2 separate regions of the Capsicum annuum genome follow, and region 1 is linked to region 2. Evidence: chromatin contacts called from public Hi-C data. All regions are on one chromosome and are shown on one strand. Each heading gives the region's core, a stretch centred on a gene start, on an enhancer-like site or on the middle of the called end of the contact. The rest is flanking DNA. Distances are from core to core; before and after follow the strand shown. Region 1 holds the start of LOC107867738 (ribosome maturation protein SBDS). Region 2 holds the start of LOC107867739 (small RNA degrading nuclease 5).

Region 1 (4,630 bases), core at 1,810-4,309, 150 kb after region 2:
AGTTATGGGATATATAATATTTACATTAATAGTCATTTTCTCATATTTAAAAATTTTAAATATGGATGTTATATTAACAGATCACTGTTTTCTATTTTTTTAGGTAACAAATATTATCTTTCAATCAAATTTATTTTTTTAGGAATTTATTTAATTTATTTTCTTTATTTTCCATTCCTAAAAAATAGGAAATGATGAGTTGTTATTAAATTTTAGGGTGCTGCTAATTTATTTCTTTAATTTTCTTATACATAAAATTTTTTACTATGTGTGAATAAATTATTTCTATGTAAAATATACTTTGCATATTTATGGTATATTATATCATATACCATAAATATATAAATATGGTTAGTATGTTTCTTTATACTTTATATATTTATATGTGTGTGTATATGATATATACATGGTATAAACTTTATATATAACATACTTTGTATATTTCTGTTATAAATATAATACTTTATATATTTATGGATATAAATATAATACTTTGTGCATAAAGATACCAAGTATTATGGTATATAAAGGTAACCGTTGCAGTTTAAGGTATACATTTGTTAAATTAGACATATTTTTTTATGAAAAATATGTATCACCGATTTATATTTTTAGTATATATATGGTATAAACTATTTATATTTGAATAGTATAATAAAGATGTACACAATATAATATATATAATCAAATTAAAAATGAAAATAATTTGTGGTAGTGGTGAACTAATCTGCTACAACTTTATTAATTCCATAAATATAGAAAACGATTATCCATTATTAATTACATGACTATAATTCCTTAAACGTCCGTATCACAATAGAAAAATTATTATTATTATTATTATTATTATTATTATATAGTAATTAGGATCATTAACAGTAAAATAATGTCTTAAATAAGGGAGAAAAATAATGATGAGAGACAAAAAGAGATATATATTAGTTCGGATAACATTAAGTTTGAAATTATAACTATCTTATTCTTTAAAACTGCTATATACGTAATATTGAAAAAGTAATATTATAAGGAGAGTTTTATGTAAAAATTTAAAAGATTGAGGTTATATGTAATAAGGGAAAAGACTCAAATATGCCACTGAACTATCAGAAATGACTCATTTATGTCATCCGTTAAAAGTAGGGCTCATTCGTGCCATTGCCGTTACAAAACTAGCTCATCCATGCCATTACTTTTAACAACCGATTTTTAGAAAATAGCTTTGCCACGTGGCAGCATATTAGAGGTTCACGTCATTTTTTATTATTTTTTATTTTTTTAAAATTTTTTTTTTAACTTTTTTTTTGATGCATTAAAAAGAATCCACACAATTTTTTGATCCATTAAAAATTAGTTTAATCTATACTTTTAAAATTTGAGATTATTTGTATATTGCCCCATATCAATGGTTTTTTTTTTTCCTTTTTTGGCTTTCACTTGTGACTCTGTTCACAATACAGATCAATAATATGATCATCTCCCTTTGAACTAAGTTTTACTTGATTAATTACTGTTAGTGAGTTAATTTTGAGATTATTTGTGTATCGCCTCATATCATCCGAGTATTTATAGTTACCAAACTCATCGACTTTTTTTTTGGATTGTTTGCGGCTTAAAATTGTGGTCAAATATAGTAAATTGATCCATAGACAAGCAAAGACAATACGTCTCATGCCGTCACTCTATCATCCTCATACCCATCCTGCAAAAATTTCAATACAGTGGTGTTGATATCAATTATTGTGCTATTTAATTACCATAAAATACTTTTAATATTGTATGATATCATTCGCTTTGAACCAAATTGACATTTTTTTTTCAAGAGACCTTAAATATCCGACATTTTATAAATAATTTCATTTCTTTTTTACTTTTCACGTGGAATATTGTTCTCTCAAACACTTATTATACTGCTCCCTTTCATCTTTTTTAATATTTCATTTAATGTTTTGACACAATCATATATTAAGATAATTATTTGACAATCAACATTAATCATTGGAGGTAGAATATTTGTCTAAACTACAATTATGTTTTTCTTAAATTACAATTTGATTTAATGATATAGTTACATAAAAATTGGTGAGACGTCATAATTTTATATCCTTATATAATTAATTTTAAGTGGTCCAATCCTAATTAGAAATTGAATAAAAATAATATATAAGCCATGCATGCAAGTTACAACTCACAAGTATTATGTATGTATAGTCTTTATCATTTCATTATATACTTAATTCAATGAATTGATTAATTCTAAAATTTTATTGTTCTTTTCTCTTTAATGAAATAAAATATCTAAGAAGAAAGAATAAAATGAAGATGACATGGAATTTGTATAATATAATCTAAGGCCAGTTGACATATATAAAAACAAAAGTAAATCTAATATATTTTTGATAAGTTAGATAACATGGGAGTATATATTTGTGTGGGAGAATAAAATAAATTAATATATGTTCATTGATTTGTTCATATATATTTTTATGTTATTTTAAAATCTTTTAATGAAAATTTTGACTCTACTATTAACGTAATCGTCATAAATCAAACTAATTTTTAATGGATCAAAAAATTATGTGGATTCTTTTTAATGGATAATTTTTTTTTTAAAATTTTAAAAAATTAAAAAATGACGTGAACCTCTAATATGCTGCCACGTGACAAAGTTGTTTTCTAAAAATTGGTTGTTAAAAGTAATGACATGGATGGATCAATTTTGTTACGGCGATGGCATGAATGAGTCCAACATTTAAAGGATGACATAAATGAGTTATTTTTGATAGTCCAGTGACATATTTGAGTCTTTTCCGATGTAATAATAATAAAAATTGAAATTGGTGTTGAAAAATTACTAAAACATCAAAAACCTATTTTCACTTTTCAGATTTTTTTTTTAAGAATTATTTTTAAAATTTTTATGATCAAACACCATAATTTTCAATTTTAATTTTTTTTTTTTCAAAAAAAGGGAAAAAGTTTTCATGACCAAACGGGTCTTGATACTAGTAGTACTATTTTCAGAATGAACAAAGGGCAAACGCCTGCCTATCTTTTAAAACAAAAAAGAAAAAGGAATAAAAAATAGTAGTATCCCATTGAACTGTTGCATGAGTACACATGCGAAATTGGGGAAATTAACTTGGTCCTTGTCTTTTCTTTCCGCTGCCGCTGTTCGCCTTTTGTTTTCCCATAAAACATAACCCGTCTGTCGAACCTACCAGAAACAGAGACGAGAATCTGTGATGTCGAAGACGCTGGTGCAGCCGATAGGGCAAAAGAGACTTACTAATGTTGCAGTTGTTCGTCTTAAGAAGCATGGTAACCGTTTCGAAATTGCTTGTTATAAGAATAAGGTCCTCTCTTGGCGTTCTGGCGTGTAAGTTTTCCTTCTTTCTTTTCTCCTTTCCATTCATTCCATTCTTGTCGAGCAATACTTTCTAGTATGAAGTTTGTATTTTTAGAAACTAATTAGATTAGTGTAAAAAAAGATTTAGGTTAAGTTCAAAAATGTTGGATTGAAAATTACGCTTTTTGTACATGCTTACAATTATTTTCATTATATATATATATATATATATATATATATATATATATATATATATATATATATATATATATAGTTGAGTCGATCCCTTTGGCTTCATTTATGCATTTACTTGTTCGTATTTTGAACCAATTTAGTGAAAATCCTGGCTCCTTGCTAGTAGACGGACTAAGTATTGTTAAAAGATAGGCTGGTGGAATTCTTTTTAATATTTAGAAACGAATTAGACTAGTGCAAAAAGGGATTCAAGTAAAAATTTAGGTTAAGCAAAAAAAATTGTTGGATTGAAAATTGCACTATTTATTGCACCCAAGGGTGTGACTTAGTGATCAATGTAGTGGTTTGAGGATATGTGGTCTCAGGTTTGAAGCCTAGCATAGATAAAAAAACATTAGGTGATTCTTCCCATCTACCCTAGCCTTGGTGGACTCAGTTATGTGATATCTGTTATTGCAGGTGGGAGGTACACAAGTATCAGTTGGATTTAGTTGAGTTGCCCGAAAGCTAGCCCGGACAACACGATTATCAAAAGAGTTTACATGATTTATGCATGGTTAAAATTATTTTTTCGTGTATGTATGTGCTATGTAGTAGATGTTGAACTCCTTTGGCTTTATTTGCGTGTTTACTAGTTCGTATTTTGAACCCACTCAGTGAAAATCGTGGTTCCGTCATTGGTAGACAGATTAAGGGTGTGTTTGGTATGAAGGAGAATGTTTTATATTGAAAATGTTTTCTTGAAAAACAAGTTGGTTTCTTACTTATTTTCTAGTTTTGGTAAGAAAGCAAAAAAGAGTTATTACAAGAACATTCCTGTGTAATCTAGTAAAACAATATAGGGGTGGGAGGGCTGGGGCCTTGGGCCTTGGGGGTGGGACGGTTAAGGGGTCAGGGGTGTTGGATGGGTTCCTGGGTGAGGAGGATACAATTATGAATAAACATAGAATTCCACTTATTAAACTTGTTTTCCCTACTTCCATTAAGGAAGTCATTTTTCTCATTTTTAAGGAGCTTGTTTTCCTCCATAACCAAACACATCCTCAGTATTGTTAGAAGATAGGTTGATGGAATTATTTTTTTGTGGTG
Region 2 (5,098 bases), core at 2,423-4,922:
CCAAAACTTCAAGGGGCAAAAAGTGTATCATAAACAGATCTTCTACAGATGTAGACAAATTTATAAAGCACAACATAGACCATAGCAATAATACTGATATAAAGTTGGAGGAGACGGTGCCTGCATTACAGGCATGCCATTCTAGACCTCCTCCCACATGCAACTGAACCCCTAATTAAGCAGAAATGGAATCAAAATAGCAGATTCGCAACAAACACTTCTGGAGAGTTTTTCTTGGATCAGACTCAGACCTTGTTCAGATGACTGGATGATTTTCCGTGAAATGTGCTCAGCTGCTTTCCTTTTCCTCTTTGATTTGCACGTGAGAAGTGCATCTATTGTCTGATTTCCATCTGATACACAACTACCATGAAACAAAAACTAATAATAATAAGAAAACATAATTTCCACTTACACAAGTAAGACAAAAGAAAAACTAAAACAAGTAACACAAGAGTAATATCCTGAATATTCAAACACTAAGCTATTACCAACCTGAGAGCTAAAACTGGCCTTGGAACACCACAGCATTCTTTGAAACCTTTGAGCACTTTAGACTGTGATAGATATAGAGATGCATTGAGGCCAGGGACATACAGCATTACCACTTTAGGGATCAAAGGCTTATTCTGCATGCAAAAAGAGAGAGGTACAGAAGAAACTGGGTTCAGCCTCTAAGGAAGATATTATTCACTGGAAAATTGACAGGGACCATCCGAAAGGCAAACAAACATCCACGTAAACTAAATTCTATCTCCCTGTACGTCAAAATAAATGTGCAGTATATCATAATTCAGGATATATAGCACCTAGATTGCATACGACTTGAGAGCCAATAGCAAGTAAAACCATACCATTTCCTTAGTATTATCAAAATTTCATTGATGTTTCAAAGAGAGCTCAAGCTCAAGTAAGACAATCTTTGCAACCAACTCATTCTCCTAATGACTCACATTGACATATAAGATAATGCAGCTACGTGTTACTGGCAGAATCTGCAAACTCATTACAGACTGACATACAAATTAAACACGGACCACATTCATTTATTTTTAGAATAAAATAGGAATCACATTAATTCAATAAAGGTAAAGTGAGTCTAAAATACAGCACATTAATAAATGAAGGAAGTATGCAAATGTACTTTAGTGAATTCATTAAGTAATTGTTGTACATACTTACAAGTGAATACCCAAGATGGGATATGGGTCCAAAAATGATTTTATTTTTCTTTTTTCCCTTTTTGGGTAGGTCAATAATTTCGATAACATAAACACCAAGTACGTATTAGAAGATATTTACAAGTTGTCAATGTCTAAGTTACTCGGACTCTGGTGCGGGTGACGTGGGTGCAGATCTATAGGTGGGATCCTTCATGATCTCAATCTTAAGATCCGGAGATATGGATCTAGGTATGGACACGCGTGCAAGGATTAGGTTAAAAATAATTCAATGTCTAAAAATAGAGTTATAAAACCTATATTGTGAGCTATTATATAGAAAACTTGAGGAGAAAATATTGATCAAGAGGAGAATCTAAAAGGAAAAGCAATAACATAGAAATTTCTATGAGCAAGGTATACCATTTTCTTCAATTTCACCTTAGCTTTTGTTTTAATTATAGAAATCATTAAATGTGTCTAAACTTTCCCTATCATTTTGGTCAAAGTACCCAAAATCAGTTGAACAGATCGGGTACATATCCCACACCCATGTTGTGCCAACACGGGTGCGGCACCGAAAGTGAAAAGTCCGAGTAACTTAGGCCAATGTGACTTAACTGAGTCATTCACCTTTGCCCAATTATCAAGACAGCAGGGCATCCTTTCCTTACACCGAAAGAACAAATTAAAAAAGAAAAAAAAAGTTGATCTTCTTTACATTGTTCTCACTAATTTGAGCAATCTTCAATTTCTACATTCCATGTGTCAAAAAAGGACAAAAAGGAGACATGATTTGATTCTTTTTGAACAGGTGAGTCAGAAAAAGTGAATCTAACAGTTATATAATTTGGTAACATCAGATACTCCAGTGTGATTTATATAATCATTTATACACTTTCGGGTGACTAATGCTTTAATGTACCTTACCAGCAAAATCTACATCACCTATCTAGCATGGAGATGAAAATGTATTCTAGATCACTAGCAAACAATTATTGTTGCATGTGTTATTTATACACTATCAAATATATAAATAATCCAGTAAGCAATCCTTGAAATGGACCAGATTGATATGAGAAACCTCAAGGTAAGGACAGCTCAATCTGTCCTCACCAGATTTTCCTCAACGTATTCCAAAAAAGTGAGACGTTTGTGCGTCTGATACAGTTATACATGCCTGCGTGGATAACATGCAAAGAAAGGAATGAAATACATTACTTTGATAAAAACCCATGATGGCATGAACCCATCAGCAAGCACCCAGGTGACAAGTCCTTGCACGTCCTGTATTATCACATTAAGCATGATAAATCAAGTTCTAACCTCTTGTAAAATAAGAAAAAATAACCTCGATCAGTATGTTATTAAACATACTTGAAGATTCAAGGTTGAGTTGGCTTCTGGTTTGTTGAAAACAATATCTGCTCGCGCCTACACCACAATCAAAAATTCAAACCTTGTATAACAATCACACAGACATTAAAAAGTTCAACCAACATGCATAATAATTTCTCTTTCACAATGATAAATAACAATGGATCAGACACAACTATCTGGAAAATTAACAACATGACCATTGTCTCCCAAACAAAAACAGAAGAAAAATACCAAGCAAACACCAAATAGAAAATGACGCTGACAACAGGAATAGTATGTCACCACGGCGTTCCAAATTTTTCAATAATACGAATCTTAATTTCTTCAATAGCACTCCTCCTCTTTGGGTGAGCAAGTTAAAATTACTCACTTAAATGAACTCAATCTACAAATCACGAAAGATATTTCTTTTATCGGTTACAAAAGCTGCTTTATTTTCCCCCTTTTAGCCTTGTCTCTTTTATACACTGCCCTCCCCAAACCCCACTTATGGAATTACACTGGCTATGTTGTTGTTTTGGGGTTTCTATCATGATTAATTAATTTTCAAAATTAATGCCTTTATAACCACTCTCCATTGAACTCACAATTAAAACAATATATCCTCATCATACTAAATTTTCATTTAGCAACAATCTCCTCTTTTCTTCAAGTTAACCAATTAAAACTCCATCCAATACAACCCAATTAAACTAACTCCACTCAAAAGCTCCACAAAGAAATCCATGTTACTCGTGAAACCCAACAACAATAACAAAAAAAAAAATCCAGAAAAGCTGTGCTATAACTATTTAAGAACTTTATAAGGATACCCACATCCACTAATAAGCAAAATAAATTCACATTCATGATATACAAAAGCAGAGCTTTGGTACTCCATTAAAGAAGTTTTTTTGAAAAAAAAAAAAAAAAAACATATACATAAGATGAAAAAGCAATATTATAGGAAAGGGACCTCAGGGCCATAAACATCAAAGAAGGATTTGGCTTTGTGTTCGTCAGAGTTTTCAGTTTTACTGTTCTCCAAACTCATGTCGTTACTAAATAGTCAGTCACCGAACAGAAAAAAGGCACATAGGGGAAGGCATGTTGTTAGGGTCGGACCCTTCTTATATTCTTTTCTTCTCTTTTTTTTTTTTTTTTTTTTTACATGAAGGTTTTCAAATGTTTGTCATAGTAAATCTTTTGATTGATAATAGCATTTTTTGCTGGCTAATATTAAATTTTGATTTTGATTCTGATTCTTATTATATTTAATTTTTGTTATTGATATGGAGTAATAATTTAAAATTTTATAGTTGAGGGTTATAGTGTAGAATGAATTACTTAATTCTCTTAGGGGTCATTTTTTTAAATGCTTGTTTGGTTGATAATATTTGGATAATTTATTTTTGAATTAATAATTAATATCAGGATAAATTATCCACTCAATTGGTGGAATAGTTATTCCACCATAATTTCTCCTTCGGATAAATTTATAAAAGGACAAAAATATCCTCAAATCTTATGATATTCATTTCACACATATATATATTTTATTTATGAATATATTATACGTTAAATTTATTTAAATAATTACTATGTTAATTTATATATTTTAATTTCTCTAAAAAATAATAAAAATATCGACTGCATTATTGAACAACAACAACAATAAACCCAGTGTATTCCCATCTAGTGGAGTCTGGGGGGTAAGATGTACGCAGTCCATACCTCTACCTTTGATGAAGTAGAAAGGCTGTTTCCGATAGACCCCCGGCTCAAGGCACGAGATATCACACACAAACACATAGTAAAGTACAGAAGCAGATTACATAACATAAATACGGCACCCAAAGTAATATAAAACAGAGGAAAGCAGAAGAAAGCACACAGATTCGTAATAAACATGGAACACGGAACATGGAACACGGAATCATAACAGGAATAAAACCCCCACCAAGTAATTCCCTACCCTAGCGACCCAAACTGGACCTAATCCTCTGCCGTAATTCGCGTCCTCCAGACCTTCCTAAATTAAATAGTTTTTTAATCACTTGAAAATTGATATTGTATATATTAGTTAAAATGAATTTTAATATGCTATGTTATATGAGTGATATGTGTTTAAATGAAGTCATGAACAACAAATTCTCTTTTACTTTAACGAATTTAAGTTGGAAGTTTTTATTTCATACTAAATAAGATGTAGTAGGATTTATTTTAAACACATATGGCATAATTATGGGAAGGCACACGCAAAAAAATTAAAGCTAAATAAGATAAAAATTTTATTTTTAAAATACACGCGATATAATCATGAAAATGCGCACACACAACAAAAATTAAGCTAAATAAGATGAAAGTTTTATTTTTAAGAATAAATATTTAAGCTTGAAAAGAAATATATATTAAAAAAAATTAAATAAGATGGAGGGTATTTTGATAATCAATTAATTTATTCCTAAAAATTATATCATGCATATTACTTTAAATACAACAAACCAAACACTCAGTAAAAAATAATCCCAGTATAACTAGTACCAATATAACTCATTCTATCATGACTTATCACAGTA

What was found. Hi-C and Micro-C count contacts between places; a contact is called where the count stands out from the background.
Region 1: a Hi-C map of leaf shows a contact between it and region 2, with 2.4 times the contacts expected there. The contact joins the promoter of LOC107867738 here to the promoter of LOC107867739 in region 2. A contact is called at or near these places in 3 of 5 Hi-C or Micro-C datasets (leaf, pericarp and placenta).

What each region holds. Positions count from the first base shown.
Region 1 is chr4:171,642,190-171,646,819 of UCD10Xv1.1, forward strand. It overlaps LOC107867738 (ribosome maturation protein SBDS), which reads left to right and starts at 3,060. Exons shown (of 6, transcript XM_016714117.2): 1 at 3,060-3,376. The coding sequence starts at 3,243.
Region 2 is chr4:171,496,498-171,501,595 of UCD10Xv1.1, forward strand. LOC107867739 (small RNA degrading nuclease 5) reads right to left here and starts at 3,673. Exons shown (of 10, transcript XM_047410858.1): 1 at 3,496-3,673; 2 at 2,538-2,594; 3 at 2,382-2,447; 4 at 496-629. The coding sequence starts at 3,573.